2 separate regions of the Mus musculus genome follow, and region 1 is linked to region 2. Evidence: chromatin contacts called from public HiChIP or PLAC-seq data. All regions are on one chromosome and are shown on one strand. The core of a region is the stretch at or near the end of the contact, and the rest is flanking DNA. Distances in the headings are between cores, read along the strand shown. Region 1 overlaps Msi2 (musashi RNA-binding protein 2). Region 2 overlaps Gm38534 (a long non-coding RNA gene).

Evidence for each region. HiChIP or PLAC-seq counts read pairs in DNA pulled down with a chosen protein or histone mark.
Region 1: a contact with region 2 is called in an HNF4G HiChIP or PLAC-seq map of pancreatic cancer cells. The contact joins two enhancer-like sites. A contact is called at or near these places in 1 of 484 Hi-C or Micro-C datasets (nephron progenitors) and 8 of 115 datasets of contacts at active chromatin or transcription factors (T-cell acute lymphoblastic leukemia, bone marrow-derived macrophages, differentiating embryonic stem cells and 5 more).

Annotation. Positions count from the first base shown.
Region 1 is chr11:88,569,424-88,572,123 of GRCm38.p6, reverse strand. All of the region lies in intron 6 of Msi2 (musashi RNA-binding protein 2), which reads left to right. Among named protein-coding and RNA genes, the nearest start is that of 0610039H22Rik, 48 kb to the left of the region's middle. Within about 2 kb of position 1,328, at least 26 of the 459 cell types and tissues checked have an H3K27ac peak or open chromatin away from gene starts, as enhancers often do. A contact at or near this core is called in pancreatic cancer cells, where this site is marked.
Region 2 is chr11:88,234,132-88,236,831 of GRCm38.p6, reverse strand. The region is part of intron 1 of Gm38534 (a long non-coding RNA gene); the gene reads right to left. Among named protein-coding and RNA genes, the nearest start is that of Gm38534, 4.5 kb to the right of the region's middle. Within about 2 kb of position 1,336, at least 249 of the 459 cell types and tissues checked have an H3K27ac peak or open chromatin away from gene starts, as enhancers often do. A contact at or near this core is called in pancreatic cancer cells, where this site is marked.

The sequences.
Region 1 (2,700 bases), core at 79-2,578, 340 kb before region 2:
CCTTTTTCCTCTTTTCCATTCTCTCTTGTTGCTTCCCCCTTCCTCAAAACACATAAAATAGGCACTGAGATGAATTAACCAACACCATCAGTTTGGTGAAATGGCACGTAGAGGACGGACCATAGGCAGTGTTCAGTCTCCTGGGCCTTAAGTATGCACACTAACTTACTAGTCAACAGTTGGATATTAAATAGTAATACTATTTAACATTAGTATTTTGCTAGTGCATACAGTTCAAAATTGTAATGTATGCCAGGCAGTTTCTTTTGTGTTTTTATGTACCTGATCAGGTGCTTGTGTGCATGTGTGAAGGCCAGAGGTTGATATTGAATATATACCTCAGTTTTCACTTTACTTTGGGTGTCTAGCATTTGCATCTTTATACATTGGTTGTATGTGCATAGGCATATGTATGCATGTGTGCATGTGGAGACCAGAGATTAAAGTCATGTGCCTTGCTCTGTCTTCAACACTTCTCTTACTTATCCTGGAGCTTGCTGATTCGTTGGAGGGACAGGTCTCCTTAGATCTTCCTGTATCTCTTGGGAGCTGGGATTGTAGGCATGTACTACTACACCAGCTTTTTTGTATGGGTGCTGGGAATCCAGACTGGGGGTCCTTCTCTGTTTGTGAGGCAAGCAAGCCCCTGGCTGACTTAGCTGTCAACGTAGCCCATACCAGATTTTTAAAACATCAACTGTCTCCCTCTGCCCCACCCATGTTTTTCTTCTGTGGTGCTGGGTACTGAACCCAGGGTCTTGAATATGCCAGGCAGGTGCTTCACCACTGAGCTACACCTCTAGGCCTGTAACAGCCGTGTTTAATTGCATGTCTTCTATGTGCTTAGGTACTTAGCTGATTGCTTGTATTGATCTATAAATATGTAATTCTTGCAGCACCCCTTCAAGGTAGGTGTTCTTGGGCCCGTCATCACAGCTGAGGGAAGTGAGCAAGGCTCTGAGCAGGTATGTACATGCTCAGTGTATCAGCCCTGCCAAAAGGCAGAAGATGATCTCAGCTCTGGGCTAATGAGCTCCGAATCCATCTCATTCTCCAGTCGACATTGTCATTGTTAATCCTGCTTGTGGCCCAGACTGATGTCATGGAAAAATGTGCCCAAGCAAGATGTGGCAGTAGGAGATAAATCACAGTCATCGTTTACCATTTAAGCCCTCCTCCCCATTTTAATTTGGATATTACTTTTCAAAGATTAGGAAATGTCATTCTGGCAAGGTGTTATTTTTGGCAGTGCATTGACAGAGTGGATGAGTCAGCCAGCCATGGACATCTAATTGGTTGTAGGGTACCACGTGCTCCTTTTCTTGGCCAGAAACTGATTATTGTTCTCCATTCTGGTGACACATCTGGAGACCCTGGCCAATAGTTCTGGTCACTTGTATAGGCGGCTCCCACAAGACACCAGGAGATCCACCTCATTGTGGTCTCTGGACCAGAGGATACTGTGCTGTAAGCAGCTCACATATGTGAGTTTGCAGCCCATTGTGAGAATGAAGCTAATACAGTGGTGGGTTTTTAAATTGTATTTATTATTATTATTATTAGAAATAGAATCTCATGTAGATCAGATTATTGTCTAGTTTTGGCCTTGAACTCTTAATCTTCCTTTCCTAGACCTTCTAAGTGCTAGGTCCACAGGCATACCACCACCATGCTTGTTTCAACCTGTGATCTGTTGCAAAATAAAAACCTGGGGTGAATCAAAAGAATGAATGGTTTTCAGAAGTGGCTAAACACACGAAATTTGAAACCCAGCAGGTTTTTGAAGGGCAGACCCTTTTCATCGACTTTGTTTTTAACCTGGCCCAAACCTTTTCATTGTGAAATTCTGTGCAATGTAGAACGGGCGTCAGCTTGTTGTCTGTTCTGAGTATTGCAGATCTTTTCTAGCTCTAGAGTCATATCCTCTTGGCTGAGGCCCCCACAAGTGATTTCCCATGGTTGAGATATCTTCCTTATGGCTCTCTGGCACTAGCTCCCTTTATGTCTGGTCAGGATTCCCTACTTGCCCAAGATCAAGGCAGGATCTGTCATATAGGAGTCCCCTGCCCTCCTTGATTTCCTGTCAGTCAACCCAGTTTCCCCAGGCTAGAAGTCAACCCCAGAGTCTTGACATCTACCCCAACAGGGTCTCTTTTACCCTCCGCTGCCTTCCCTTCCCCACCAAATTAGCTCTTCGTTGGCGGTTGGTCCTGAAGCCAAACCATCAAAAAACGCAACAAAGATATGCGGTGTGGTCTTTTCCACTTTTTCTCTTGCAGTAGTTACAATATTATTAAAAATCCATTAAATTTTAATGTACCCTATAAAATATGTGCTCTCGTGAAAGCAAGCACAGATAATTATTTCTGACGAACAAACCAAGAAGACAAGTATGTATGAAGTTCATGCTACAGCATTCAATTTTTATTATATACATCTCCTGCAAGGGTAATCGCTGTGATGTTCCAGCCAGTCGTGGAGGGCTAGTTCTTGGAAACCCTTCAGGGGCATTGTGAACCCTGATCTTTCCAGGGTGTTCTCTGAGCTCATTATTCAGGGAGGAGAAGAACCCTGTGTAGTGGCTGCCTTCTGTTAAACTGTTGAAACCAAAGTATGAGGAAAAAATAATGTGGGAGTGGGGGGGGGTCGGGGAGAAAGATACAGTCCTTCCTGACTCCCACATAAACTTGGTCTGTGTGT
Region 2 (2,700 bases), core at 87-2,586:
AGACAAAGGGGAATTGGGTTTGCAGAGGGAATGATGGCTGCCTATCCACCGACCTTAATAAAATGGGCAGATTGGATTTGCTGAGCCCAGAGTTACCAGCACGTGGGTCCTGAAAAGGTGGGCAGGAGAGTCAGAGGGAAGTGTGACTATGGAAGAAGACCCAAGTGGTGTATATGAGAAGAGTCTGGCTTGCCCTTACAGGATTTGGAAGTGGAAAGAAAGTGAGGCCACAAGTCAAGGGATGCTAGAAGCTTAAAAGGACAAAGAAATTGATTGTCCCTTAGAACATATAGTGGGCCTGTCAACACCCTGATTTTAGCCCAGTGAGAAAGAACCCTTCCTCACCTCTAACCTACAAAGCCATTAAGATAATACATGTCTGCTGTTCAAGCCACAAAGTTGGAAGTAATTTGTTTTTGTGGTGCTTGGTGTTCGGAATCTAGGTTGTTCTGCACACGTGGTAGGCAAGTGCTCTACTTCTGAGCTACCTCCCCAGTCTTGAAGGCAAGGTTCTTGTTTACAGGAGCAGTTGGACAGTAACTTTGGAGGGACTTCTATGTCTCTGTCTCAGATGTATTCACAGCCACATGAAACCTGATTCTAGCTATGGAAGTGCTCGACCCATGCTTACTTAACGAAATTAGGAAATTACGTAGGCTCAACAGCCCTGCTAACAAACAAAAGAAAGTCTAGCATTAGCCTGTACTGACAGCCTGGTGCTCCAAGCGCCTTTGTTCTTCACAGCCTCTGCTCTCGCTATATAAATAAAGCCAGAGGACAAGGCTTCCTTCTGTGTTCCAAGCAATTTGCTTATGCGAGTGGGATTCCCGGGTCAAGAATGATGCGAGGTGTTTTTATGGTCCTTCACCCACTTAGCCAGCTTACTTTTCAGAGTCTGAGCCCGTGAGCTCATTCGTGATTCATGCAAGCTGGCGTCTCACTTTCTGACGAGCTCGGGCCCATGCGGGTTAGGGGGTGGATCAGAGAGCCTCATGCACAGCCCGTCCCTGAGCCCTGAACTTGTCCCTGCTCCATAGAAACTCTAAAGTTCTAACCCCTCAGACTTGAGGGAGGCGTCCGGCGTCCCTCAAAGAGCAAAGGTCCGGGTCACCATGCTGGTGGGGCAGGACGGACTTCGTGGTCACAAGGAAGGTTCCTTAGGGACAATACTGATGCAAGAGGGAGCAACCTGACACACCCCTAGTTAATTTTATCAGGGACTGCATCGAGAGCTTTTTTTTTTTTTTTTTTTTTTAAGAATCGCAAGAGACGGTCCAGTCTGCCTGTGTTGAGGAAGCTGTAACTTTCCAGTGCTCCTAAATAGTGAGCCTGGGAATTGCTGTGACTGACCCAGGGGGAGGAGCTGGTCTGACCCAGGGGGAGGAGCTGGTCTGACCCAGGGGGAGGAGCTGGTCTGACCCAGGGGGAGGAGCTGGTCTGACCCAGGGGGAGGAGCTGGTCTGACCCAGGGGGAGGAGCTGGTCTGACCCAGAGGGAGGAGCTGGTCTGACCCAGGGGGAGGAGCTGGTCTGACCCAGGGGGAGGAGCTGGTTTATTTAAAGACCTGACTTTATTTTTTTTCCTTCCTTTCCTTAGCAGTTTTAGCTTTCTTTTTTGTTTCTCTCTGTTTTAGTTGGAGTTTGGGTTTCTTGTTTGTTTGGGGCTTTTGTTTTTAATGAGTCCCTTGTTGACTGGGCTAATAAGAACATTCCAGAAGTGAGGATAAGATGGCTAATTTCTTTCCACCTGCTTCTAATCTATAGAGAACAAACCAACCCAAGGCTTTACCCTCCCTGAGGGCTTCTCAGTTTCAGGGAAAACGAAACATCCCCGTGACAACTTGGCTCCCCTGTCTGTCTCTCAGGAGCCTCGCAGTGCAGATGTTGGGAGACACTGCTCAAAACAGTGGACAGGTGGGTCTGTGGGAGTGGGGGTAACAGGCTCTTAAAAGGTCTGCAAGCAAAGGCTTCGGGGAGACTGGGCATCACTGTGCCAGGCTCTATCATGAATGACATCTAATGACCTGCCCTTGGCCTTTTTTCTTCCTTCCTTCCTTCCTTCCTTACTTCCTTCCTTCCTTCCTTCTTTCCTCCCTCCCTCCCTCCCTCCCTCCCTTCCTCCTTTCCTCCCTTCCTTCCTTTGGTTTCTACTCTGCCTCAGCTTGACATGATAAAATAGGGCGTATGAAACTGAGCTCTGTGGACAGAAGACCGTCCCTGAACAGTCTGGGACTCGGGCATGTCTGTTAACCACCAGGCTCTGCTAGTGAGCATCCGATCAGGAGAATTCTGGAATTCAGAAATCTTTACCAGTTCTTGGTACTAACCTCAAACGTCCCTTGTGACTTGGGGCCTTTGGTTCTAGGGGTTCAAGTTTTCCCTCTGGGAAATGCCCAAAACAGTCCCCGTTCCCTAGGGAGTGAGTACGGGGTATGTCAAAGGAAGACAGAAGAGCCAATATTATAAATCACCCCTCAAGTGGCTGCCTAAACAGAGCCAGTCAGACCCCGGACAGCTCCCTTTCCCTGCCCTCCACACACACCCTGACAGCATCCCACAGGCCTCCTGCCTCCCTGTGAGGCCTCAGGCGACTTCACAGCCCGTGAATTTCCTTTGGCACTTTGAGGCTTCCTCCCACCCCCACCCCAGAGGATGCATGAGACCGCAGCAGGAAATGAAGAACATATTTTTAAATCAGAGG